Regions from separate parts of the Pan troglodytes genome. Here region 2 is linked to region 1. A link is a contact called in public Hi-C data. All regions are on one chromosome and are shown on one strand. The core of a region is the stretch at or near the end of the contact, and the rest is flanking DNA. Distances in the headings are between cores, read along the strand shown.

Evidence for each region. A called contact is a pair of places that touch in the nucleus more often than the background predicts.
Region 2: a Hi-C map of stem cell-derived neural progenitor cells shows a contact between it and region 1, with 2.5 times the contacts expected there. The contact joins the promoter of ZFP36L1 here to the enhancer-like site in region 1. A contact is called at or near these places in 1 of 7 Hi-C or Micro-C datasets (stem cell-derived neural progenitor cells) and 1 of 1 datasets of contacts at active chromatin or transcription factors (stem cell-derived excitatory neurons).

What each region holds. Positions count from the first base shown.
Region 1 is chr15:66,611,445-66,617,335 of NHGRI_mPanTro3-v2.0_pri, forward strand. All of the region lies in intron 10 of RAD51B (RAD51 paralog B), which reads left to right. Among named protein-coding and RNA genes, the nearest start is that of ZFP36L1, 160 kb to the right of the region's middle. Within about 2 kb of position 3,572, at least 9 of the 24 cell types and tissues checked have an H3K27ac peak or open chromatin away from gene starts, as enhancers often do. A contact at or near this core is called in stem cell-derived neural progenitor cells, where this site is marked.
Region 2 is chr15:66,775,246-66,781,136 of NHGRI_mPanTro3-v2.0_pri, forward strand. ZFP36L1 (ZFP36 ring finger protein like 1) reads right to left here and starts at 2,558. Exons shown (of 3, transcript XM_063793611.1): 1 at 2,265-2,558.

The DNA.
Region 1 (5,891 bases), core at 2,322-4,821:
CCTGTCCCTATGACCAGGTTTGGTCCCTTCTAACATGCTAGTCATGAACTAAAAGACCAGGTTTCCTACCACTTCTCACAAAATTCTTACCACGTCAGGGAGGATTCTGACTCCACAGTAAGAAGCTTTGGAAAAAGGTTTTTGGTATTCAGGTAGCTTTGAGGAGAGGGAGTCTCTTCTCAGTACAGCCCCTAGGAATGCCGAGTTTGCCAGGACTGTGCTCACCACAAGCTTAGAGACGTAAGTCACGTTCCATTGCCTGGGTTGCTAAGTGGCAGAGAAATCCTGGGTGTTTGTTTCCAGGCACTCTTGAGCCTCCGGAGGAATTTCTTCAAGCAACACTAAGTGTCCTTTCACCACTCTGTTGGCCAGGGAACCCCCTATCTCTGTAGATGACAGCAGCCCGCTCTTTCTCCCCCACTAGTCCCCCTGCAGCAGGTCAGCCTGGAGCCACATCTGGGAAGGTGTGACCTAGAACTTGACCTCCTTCCCTGATGAGTATGCAGAATCTCCCCAGCTATAAAATAGCATGGCAGTCCCTACCCACCCCCCATGCACCTCCGGACTTGGAGACATTGGAAGGTTTACTTCAGCACATTTGTGATGCAATACTAGCTGCTTGGAGAGAAACCTTCACCAGCAGCCTCATTCTATAGCAGTGCCTGCCCATCTGGGCAGGAGGTGCCAGGGTTTATACCCCCCTGAGCTTCAGAGGGTGGGATCGTTCCAGACAACCTTCGGCCGGTAACTTCTACTGGCACATCCTTTTTTTCGTATGTTCTACATTGACCCATACCACCACCACCATTCCAACCCCTTGAACCAACCCCTGGTTTCAAGCTCTCCCAGGCTGGCAGATGAAGGAACATTTCAAAGCCATCACATGGTAATACTGCCTGCTGGCCAACAACTCCATTTCAACAGCGTCACCTTTGGACTGTTCAGCAGTGTTTGTGCAAGTATTTGAATATTTTCTGGCATTTTGGCCCTATTATTTTATAATAATAAGTGGAAATGGAAAAATGAAGTGCTGATTCTCATGATAAGAAGGGCAGGTCTCACAGAGCTCATATAATTGAGGCAAAGATGGAAATCATTAGGCACGCTGAAAGTGGGATTATGTAGCCTCAATCAAATGCTCACTGGAGTTAAGCCTGTCAACTATGTGTCCAATTGTTTAAAAAAAATGAATACAATTAGGGAGCATATATGAAATTCTGGACGTATATGGTCAAAGACTGTGTCTAAAAGGCGGGTGTAGTTGGGATATACTGGATTCTCTCAATTCTAAAGCTGCATTGATTTAATAGCAGTTTTCCAGGACTGGGTTGGGAAGACACTGTGAGACCAGAAATCAGGAAAATACAGTGATAATATTGTTTCACTTCCTGGGAACAGAACCGTCCCTCATAACATGCAAGTGTACTGCTTGCCTCTGGCATGGTGGACCAGAGGGTTTTCAGGACAGTATTAGGGTATGGGAGGAGGGAGTGGCCTGGAGATTGATCCCTTGGGGAGTCACTACAGCTCGGAAGCCGGGGACAGGCCTTTAGTTAATGTGCTAGAATGGATGGAACTTGACTCAAGAGAGGCCCTCATGCCACAAGGTTTTGAATCTCCCATGTGCCCGGCATATAGAAAATTTAGGGAGTTAAAAGCAAAGAGTATAAGGTGCACCTTTTCCTCTTTGGGCACTCGTCCCTTTACCACTGTCCCAGCTCTCCCTGGGGGCCATGCTGTCACTGGCAGCCTTTGCACGGTCTGTTCCCTCTGCTGGGAGTGTCTGTCCTACCTCCTTGGCTGCCTGGCCAGCTCTGGCTCACCCTTGAAGACGCCGCTCAGGCTCCTGCCTACCCAGGCTCCAGTGTCTGTGTGTGCGCTGCGTGCTGGCCATCCACCTCATATTCTTGCTCTGTCCACACTGTATAACCATCACTGGCTGGCCTGGGAGAGTTTGAAGGTGAGATTTCTTGTTCATCTTTCGATCCTCTGCATCCCAGGAGCCCTCAGTGAGGGTTTGCTAAGTGAAGCAGGCCAGGAAGGAATGCTGCGTTCTCAGGAAGACCTCTTCAGCAAAACACTGTTGACCTTTGCCTTTGCATCATGCGCCAGGCATGACCTAGCACAGCCATTTTAAACCTCTTAGACACCAAGAAACTCTTTCTTTCTTCTCCAGAAGCCAAACCATTTGTTTCTAAATTCCGCTTTCTTTGCCTCCGAGGCCCCCTCATCTGGAGCCTTCTTGCCCATCTAGTGTCTGGAGCTTCACATCCTCCGGGAGGTTCTTTACTGCTACTTTCAGTAAGTAAAGCCACTGACTTTTCCTTCAGCTGTGGGGTGCTCGCTGAATTCTTACCACTTCTTCAGGCAAAAACAACCTAGAAGCACTCTCTGATCCAAAGTGTTTCTCAGGGAGAGCGGCCAAGTGAGCACAGGAGCCGCTCGGCCGTCTGGGACTGTGATGTGATGTCTGAACAGCCTCTTTAGAAACACTGCAGCCTTTTCCAGGGATGCCATCCAGACGGGGACATCCCTCACAAGTTGTCTAGGGTCCTGGGGATGGAGGCCGGGAGCTCCGGATCGAGGGATTTAGCCTTATGGGGCCTGGTTGGCCCCGCCAGGCCAGCTGTGAATGAGGAGGGTGTCTGAGCTCTGTTTTGCACCCGTCCACTCACCAACTTATTCTTGACCTAACACACCATGCCCCTGCTGCCCTTGGCTGTGACGATGGGAAGCAACTGTCCAAAAAGCCTGAGGGGAGCCAGCTCCAAGAAACCCACCGTTGGCCCACCATGCCCACCCTTCTCAGCGCAATGACCAGTGGGTCTTTATGTTTTACAGTCAGGGCCTTGCTCTGTTGCCCAGGCTGGAGTGCAGTGGTACGATCACAGCTCACTGCAGCCTTGACCACCCAGGCTCAAGTGATCCTCCCACCCCAGCCTCCTGAGTAGCTGGTACTGTAAGCACACACCACCATGCCCAGCTAATTTTTTCTTTTCTTTTTTTTTTTCTTTTTCTTTTTCTTTTTCTTTTTTTTTTTTTTTTTTTTTGGAGAGAGGGGTTCTCACCATCTTGCCCAGGCTGGTCTTGAACACATGGGCTCAAGTGATCCTCCTGTCTTGGCCTCCCAAAGTGCTGAAGTGCTGGGATTATAGGCATGAGCCACCACACCCAGCCCTGGGCCTCTTTTTGAGGACACCAATGCCATTGCCTCCAGGCTAAACTGCTCTCCACACAAGTTAGTTCCATAGACTCTCCAGGTCCTTGGGACCCCATGAAACTCTCTGGGGCTGTGCCCAGAGTCCACTTGACAGAAACCTGATTCTTTTCCTGTGAGGCAAACAGCTGTGATCGGGACATGTCTGTCAGGGGATGACTTGGCAGAGCTACAACGCCAAGGCTCGGATGCATATTTTTTATGTGATTCCTTAAAATTCAAGCAGGAGAATACGCCTTCCCCCAAACGGCTGGCTCCCCCACTGCATTCGCATTCCCCCCACGATGTATAACAGGAGTCCGCAGCCCGCCCCTGGAGAGGACAAGGCTGTAATTCAGCAAGGCTCCAGTGACATCCTGACCGTGAGAGTGCAGCTGGGGCAGTTTATGAACAGTGCTCTAGTCCCTGGGGGAAGTTAGCTCTGTTCTCCAGCCCACAAGAGTCTATTGTTCGCTTTCTTGTTTTTCTCCAAATGTTTAGATGTGCTCAGAGCACAGAAAAGCCCGAAACCCAGGCCACCAGCCAGGGCGATCCTGAAGCAGGGAAGCCTGTGGGCTGGAGCTCGTGGGGCTACCCCCACCCACACACACCCATTGTTGTTCCTACCTCGCCCTAAGATGTGACCGTCCTGGAGGACAGAGGTAAGGGAGTGGCCTCTTTTTGGCCAGGGCTGTTTGGACAACAGTGGGCTTGGATTGTTCCAGCAAGTGAGGTATGAGACCACAGCTCAGGCTCACTTGGGTGGTAGCCAGAAGCAACTGCCCAAGTTACCTTGGGCCCATCCAAAATGTGCACAGAGAGAGTTTGGCAACTGTCTTCCAGTTGCTTGTCACTGACCAAGACTGCTGAAGTTTGACAGGAATAAGCAAGTTCTGGCCTCCTGTCTGCATCAAGAATCTGGGCTCCAAGGTACAGCCTCTTGAGTTGGACTCCTGCCATCAGCTCTTCCTAACTGTGCAAACTTGGGCGAGTTACTTAGCCTCTCTGAGCCTCAGTTTCCTCCTGGGTAAAATGGCACCTACCTCGTAGAGTTACTGAGGATTCAACAAGGTAATCAAGGTAAGCACTGGCACAGAATGAGCCCTCAATACATACTGGTTATTCTTTGTATTATTACTGTTATCAATGATTACTAGTACACCATCCCAAAGTCACCTCCTCTGCTTGGAGCATCCATTTTTGTACCTAAACCGAATGCCTTCAACAGTCTCCAGTTGTGGGTCAGAGAAGAGCTGTGCAAGAACGGCAATGCCAGAGGAATGAAGGATGAAGTGCCTTGTGATGTGGGGAGGAGAGAACGTGCTCAAAAGCCCGTCGCCTTTGCCTCCCACTCCCCTTAGCCCCAGATCCCTTTCTCCAGGGCTCATATTACCTGCCCTCCCCCAGTGGCTGGGATTCTCAGCCTGCCACTGGCTCCACAGTCCCTACAGAGCCACCGAAACCCTCCCACCCCTGCCTGGAAAATGCCTCTCCCCCGTATACCACCTTGGCGGCCACCACTAGTCAGCCAGTAATGGGGTGGGGGTGAGACGGAGGTGGAGCCTCTGGAAATGGTGCTAGGTCAAGGGAGAAGGAGATCCAGGACCCCAACTCCGTAGGCCTGGGATGCTGAGTACAGTTTAGAGATTGGGGATTCATTTACACCAGCTTGGGGGGCTTTGGTGTGAAGGGAGATGGACAGAGTATGAGGGAGGAGGAAAAGGTAGAGGGTAGAGGAATGCATCCTGAATCCTAGTCCTTTCTGACTGGGACAGTTCACATCCGTAAACGAGGCTCTGGGGCCTGCCTCAAGAAATGGAACTATGATGATCCCCCTTTGGATGCATTAATCCTTTCAAAAATAAGACTCTGGGAGCCTCCGGTGACAGGGCCATATGGTTTCCTTATCTTCCTTATCTTCCAGCACTCACCTTCCATTTGGAATGTTTATCCCAAGATAATGATCAGATTCCACTTAGGGTGATTGAATGGGGGCCTCTGAGTATCCCCCCCTCAATTTCAAATGAATGGGTGATCCGATCCAATAATAGATGAGCCTAACAGTCTCCTGCTAATGGATGGGGCTCCTCAGCCCCATGCCATGCACCCCCAACTTCCTTTTCCCGCAAATATCCACCCCCTTCAACCTGGGCAACTCCACTTTTACCTGCTTTATATAGTGGAGGGTGCTCTGTGTAAAATTTCTAGTGAGCCAAATGGAACTGCTTTAAACTATGTTTAAAAACCAGAGATATGATGCTAACTCAGCGATTTTCAATAGAAATGTAATGCAAGCCACAAATGCAAGCTACACGTGTCATTTTAAATTTTCTGATAGCCACACATCTGTAAAAATAAACAGATGAAATTAATTTTAAGGATATATTTTATTTGAAATCTAATTTATATCATAGTTATTTAATATAACTAATATATACTACATTTTATTAAACCCCAAAATATTTTAACTTGTTACCAATATAAAAATTATTTGCGAGGTATTTCACCTTCACTTCTTTGTACTTAGTCTTCAATATCCAGAGTATATATTGATTCTGACTAGCCACATTTCAAATGCTCAGTTGCCCCTGGGCTAGTGGCTATTGTATTAGATAGGGCAGATCTAGACAGACCACACTAAGAACCTAGGGCAAGGACAAACTCTGATGGGCGTAGTTGAACTGGCTGCTAGAGA
Region 2 (5,891 bases), core at 1,308-3,807, 160 kb after region 1:
GGGGTACTAGGGAAACTTTTTCCCCAGGAGGACATGGTCTGGCGGGGGCGAGCGCGGCACAATTTAGTGCGCCGCACGCGTCTACACTCGCGCTCGCTTTGCAGCCGGCGCTCTCCGGGTGTGGGCGGGTGGGGGGCGCCGCAAAAAAAGACCACAACCCGGGACGATTGTTTTACCAGGCCTAGGCGTGGCGTTTCTTTTCACGCATCCAATCTTTAAACTTTTTAGTCAAGAAAACCCTAATCCTTCCTGAATGCCCCTTCCTCCCAGAAAAAGCCCACCGAGCAACTCACTACTTTCCACGCGCGCTCCGAATTCTGGGCGGCGCCACAACCCTCCCTCCTCCGTCCTCCCCACACACACCTCAAGACTGTAGAACAATGAAAAAAGGTTACTTTGGTAAGAATGAAGGTAAAGAGGTGGAGGGAGGCAGCACTTTTAACTTATTGTTGCTTCTCTCTCGCCCCCACGGGAGTGGAACATATGGCTTGTCACGCTGCGCCGTTTTGGCGGGAGGTGGAGAGGGGGGCATGGGAGCCACGAAACCGAAGGGCCCGCAATGGAGCATGACTCCCTTGAAAATGATAAAATATATACTGTTAGGTTTGGATGCCGCCCACCCAAATAAAAAGTTAACGTGTCCCCCACCCGCCCCCTGCGCCTTGGCCCGACTGCTGGCGTGATGACCCAGGCGGAAGTCGCAGGGCTGCGCTTCTTTCCGATTTCCACGCGGGCTCCGCCGCCCCCCTCGGCCCTCGCACGTTTCTTCCCAGCACTCGAGGCCGCCGAGTCTGTTATGAAACCCGGTGCTGCGGAGTGGCTAGGATTGAGTTCCATTGCGATGTAATTAGGTCACCCCATTATGAGCACGTTTCTTTGGAAAGGACGGGGCGGGCCGAAGAGAGCGCATTCTCACCACCCCCAACACACTTTTTTAAAACTGCATTTCTTATTTATTCGTAAACATCTGGGCAAACCCAGCGAAACCTTCCAAATCACAATTGTTTGAGAAACCGGCTGTTTTTCAACTTTGTGAAACCCAACTTTTGCTGCAGCCACGAACCTACGTGATCCCAGCGGGGTCGGCTTTCATTTGTCTCCTCTGCCCGAAATGGATGGCCCCCACTTTAACCCGGCTGCTGCCCCTCGCTTGTTCTGCTGCTGCCCTCCAGCCGTCTGTTGCTTCCCTCCCCCGCTCCCATTTTTCAGCTTTTCTTGAAATCTGGCAAGCGCCAGAAAGGGAAATAACTTCCATCCACCTTAATTTAAATCATTCAAGTGTAGGTTTCTTTGAGGGATGTTTGCTCGTTCCTTTCCCAAGTGGGTGTTGGGGCTGTGGGGGAGAGATTTCGTGCAGTTTCTTGGTGATGAGGTAATGAGTTCCAGATTTCAGGACAGAGCAGAGTGCGCGTTGAAACCACAAGGTTAGTCTGAGTTGTGATGTGAAGCTATTTCGGTTTTTTATTCCCCCGGCCTCCACCCATTCCCGCTTCCCCACCCCCCACCCCCCCAAAAAGGGGGCCGGCTGGTCTTTAACTCCCGAGGGTTCGCAAAGCTCAGCTGGGGGGACCGGAGGAGGGGCTGGAAAAAAGCAAAAGGGAAGGGGACTGGGAGCGGGCGGGGCCCCCTTCCCGGCCCAGGGCCTGTCCCCGCGGGGCACCGGCTATGCCCCTGCTTCGGGCGGCGCCGCTTTCCCTCCAAGGCTGCGGGACCGGCCAGGAGCACCATCAGGCGCCCCAGAATGGCTACAAAGTGGATTTTTCCAAAGAAAGCTGATTCCTCGAATTTCCTCGGCTTTTCCAACTCCCGGAGGCCCTCCCCTCCCCCTCTCCCCGGGGGCGCGGGCTCCGCAAGGCTGCGACTGGCCTAGCCCGCTCGCTCCCGAGTTGTTTACCGGCCCCGCCGACCGAGGGTTTGTTCCAGCTCCCAGAGCCTGTCTCTATAATTAAACTCTTTTTTAAATTGTCGGGTTGAAACGTCATTTCGGGGACTTTCCAAGGGTGAGGGAGCCGAGAGGAGGGAGCGAGTCCCTTAACCCTTCGCTGACCCGGCGTCCCCGCCGCGGTGAGGGCCCGAGGGCGGGAGCCGACCCGCCCTCGCCCAGACGTGGTCGACAGGTGCCCAGGGGTGGCGGGAGGGCGGCCAGCCCCTACGGTGCAGGAAGGCCGAGGCGAGGCGTGCGTGGCCGTCCCCCGCCAACTTCGCGGTGCATTCCGCCCTCCCGCTCCTTACCCGCGCAGTCCCCAGGCTGGCCGCCGCCTCACCTGCACTGCCGCTTCCGACCGGGAGGCGGTGGGCCGGCTCCTCTGTCCCAGGCCCGACTTCCGGGCCCTCCCCATTCGCCTGGAGCGCGTCCCTTCGTGGGGAGGGGCGGCCCAGGTATTTTAGCTTGGAGGTGGTGGTGGGGTGGGATGTTCGGTTTTGTGCAAGGGGGAAAGTGAGTCTTCGGAGTGAAGGAGGCGCTGCGGGTGTACATATTCATCGGCCAATCTGGACCCCAGGCGCACCTCAAGGCAGATGACAGTGTGCGGCACTGGGCCGCAGAACCCCAGACGGTTAGGCCTAGTCACAGGCGTCAGCAGGGCACCCCCTCCTGAGAGCCCTGCAGTGTTGCACTTCCTCTCAGGCTTCAGGTCATTTGCAAAATCCCCCAAATTCTTCAGGTTGAAAGAGAGAGAGAGAGACACCTGGAGTCCCCTTGTTTAAAGCTTGGAATGCTGATTCCCCGGCCCAGATGGGGCCGGGGAATCTGCATTTTTGGTAAATTTCCATCTCACGACCCAAATACTAATGTTCGAGAATCAGTGAGCCAGTACATTGAAGTTAGGCAATCCTGGATCCAAATCTTGGCCATTTTCTAGCTATGTGAGTTTTCAAGTCACTGACCAAGGCCTCAATTTCTTCATCTCTGAAATAGGAATCATGATAACTGCCTACATTTGGCCCATAAAGTGCCTAGAGTCATGTCTCGCTGCAACCGTCTATATGTCATGCTGTTGTATGTAAACTAAGCCATTTGGAAACCCTTATTACACCACAAAACAAATTCCGGGGCTATTCACTTGGCAAAGGATTATTCAGTGTAGACTTCCATTAAATGGTCAACTGACAACTTATAAGTTTGATCTGTGTCACTCTCTATCCTCCACCCCCAGCCCTGGATAAGACAGGCCCTGAGGCCTGGAAATGGGGAGAGGCCCTGGGCTTGGAGCCTGGGGGAGAGTAAAGTGGTTCAGGGTAGGGTGATGGGGATCTGTTGCCCATCTGAAAAATACCTGATTATTGACACAAGTATTTTTGAAAACAACTACATCACTGGGGCCCTGTGGTAGTCTGTACAAGCCAGACTATCTTATCTCTCAAAGCCCTCAAGCCCCTCAGAAAGCTTAGTGTATATTACTGAGCTGTCAATATTCTCCTGAACAAGGCAGAGGCCTCAGGAGAGGGCACTTTAGGGTCTACGGTAAATGCGGCACTGCAGGGTGTCTGGAATCTCTGGGTTTGGGAGCAGGCCGCCTCCTGCTAGGACTACTGAGAATCCAATCCCAGGTCTAGCATTGCCCTGGGGGGTCTGATTGCTCGGGTCTCTGCAAGATGTTCCAACTGTCAGTGAAGTTATCAGGCCAGCCCACAGCCCACACCTCTCCACCCGCCCTAACCTAGGCCCCACCTAGAGCAGTCTGGCGTAATCTGACTCTCTTATTCCAGCTGGGGTTTTTCTCACTCCCCATGCACTTCTCCCACCCTCCAGGGCACTCCCTGTGCTCTAGTCCTTTTTAGATGAGAATGAGCCATCTTCCTCCTACTCCGGGGCCTTTGCACATGCAAATCCTTCTGTGTGAATCAGCCTTCCTTTAGCCCAAGTAAATTCTAAATCATTTTTTAGAACCCAACTCAAGCCTCACTTCCTCAGGGAAAACATTCTTGATGCTTTCCTTTGTCACAAAACAGTGTCCCTCCTCTCTCTTAGGCTCTCATGGAATGTTCATTTCCTTCAGAGTAGTTATTTCAGTTTGTGAGTATACATTCATTCCTGTAACTTTTTTTTTTACTTTTCAATTTAACATACAGTAAAATTGATCTTTATTTGGCATACAGTTCTATGAATTTTAACTTATGAATTGATTCATGTAACCACCACCATAATCAGGTAACAGAACAGTTCCATTACCCCTCAAAAACTCCCTCATACTATCCCTTTGCATTCATACTTTCTCCATCTCTAGTCCCTGACACTGATCTGTTCTCTATCATTGCAATTTTGTCTTTCCCAGAATGTCATACAAATGGAATCATATTGTATGTTTGATTTCACGCAGTATATGCATTTGATATTTAACCATGTTGTTGCATGTATCAATAGTTCATTCCTTTTTATTGATAAATAGTATTTCACTGTGTGCTTATACAATAGTTTATCCATTTTCCTGTTGAAGGGCATTGGATTATTTCCAGCTTTGGGCCATTATGAATAAAGTTTCAATAAACACTCATGTACAGGTTTTTGTGTGAACACAAGTTCTTATTTCTCTTTTTTTTTTTTGTTTTCGAGTCTCGCTCTGTCGCCCAGGCTGGAATGCAGTGGCACAATCTTGGCTCGCTTGCAAGCTCCGCCTCCCAGGTTCACGCCATTCTCCTGCCTCAACCTCCCGAGTAGCTGGGACTACAGGTGCCCACCACCACGCCCAGCTAATTTTGTTTTTGTATTTTTAGTAGAGATGGGGTTTCATCGTGTTAGCCAGGATGGTCTCGATCTGCTGACCTCGGGATCCGCCCACCTCGGCCTCCCAAAGTGCTGGGATTACAGGCGTGAGCCACTGCACCTGGCCAAATTCTCATTTCTCTAGGGTAAATAACTAGGAGTGAGATTTCTGGGTGATATGGTAACTGCATGTTGAAATTAATACAAAACTGCCAAATCATTTTCCAGAGTGGCTATACTATTTTGCATTTCCAACAACAACATATGAGAGTTTCCACTTGCTCCACATCCTCACCAGCACTTAACAGTATTACTGTTTTTTGTTTTAGTCATTCTAATAGGTATGTGGTAGTCTCACACTGTGGTTTTAGTTTGCATTCCTCTAATGGCTAATGATGTTGAACATCTTTTCATATGCTTATTTTCCATCTGCATATACTTTTTGGTGAAGTGTCTGTTCAAACCTTTTGCCTATTTTTTAGTTGGGTCATTTAGTTGGTCATTTTCTTACTGTTGAGTTTTGAGAGTTCTTTACATATTCTGGATATATAAAGTTCCTTTGTTGCTTATGTGACGTGCAAATATCTTCTCATGTCTGTACCTTATCTTTTAACTCTCCAAGCAAAGGATCTTTCACACAGCAAAAGTTTTTCATTTTAACGAAGTCTAATTTATCAGTTTTACCTTTTGTGGGTCATGCTTTTGGTGTCACAGCTAAGAAATCTTTGCCTAACCCCAGGTCATTAAGATTTTTTGTTACCTTCTGAAAGTGTTATATTTTTCATGGTCTGTTGTTAGGTGCATAAATGTATATAACTGTTCTATCTTCTTGCTATATTGAGCATTTTATTAATATATAATGTCCTTGTCTCTTGTAACCTTTTTTTTTTTTTTTTTTTTTTTTTTTTGAGACGGAGTCTTGCTCTGGCACCAGGCTGGAGTGCAGTGGCGCGGTCTCTGCTCACTGCAACCCCCACCTCCTGGGTTAAAGCGATTCTCCGGCCTCAGCCTCCTGAGTAGCTGGGATTACAGGCATGCGCCACCACACCCAGCTAATTGTTGTATTTTTAGTAGAGACGGGGTTTCACCATGTTGGCCAGGATGGTCTTGATCTCCTGACCTCGTGATCCACCCACCTCAGCCTCCCAAAGTGCTGGGATTACAGGCATGAGCCACCGTGCCTGGCCAG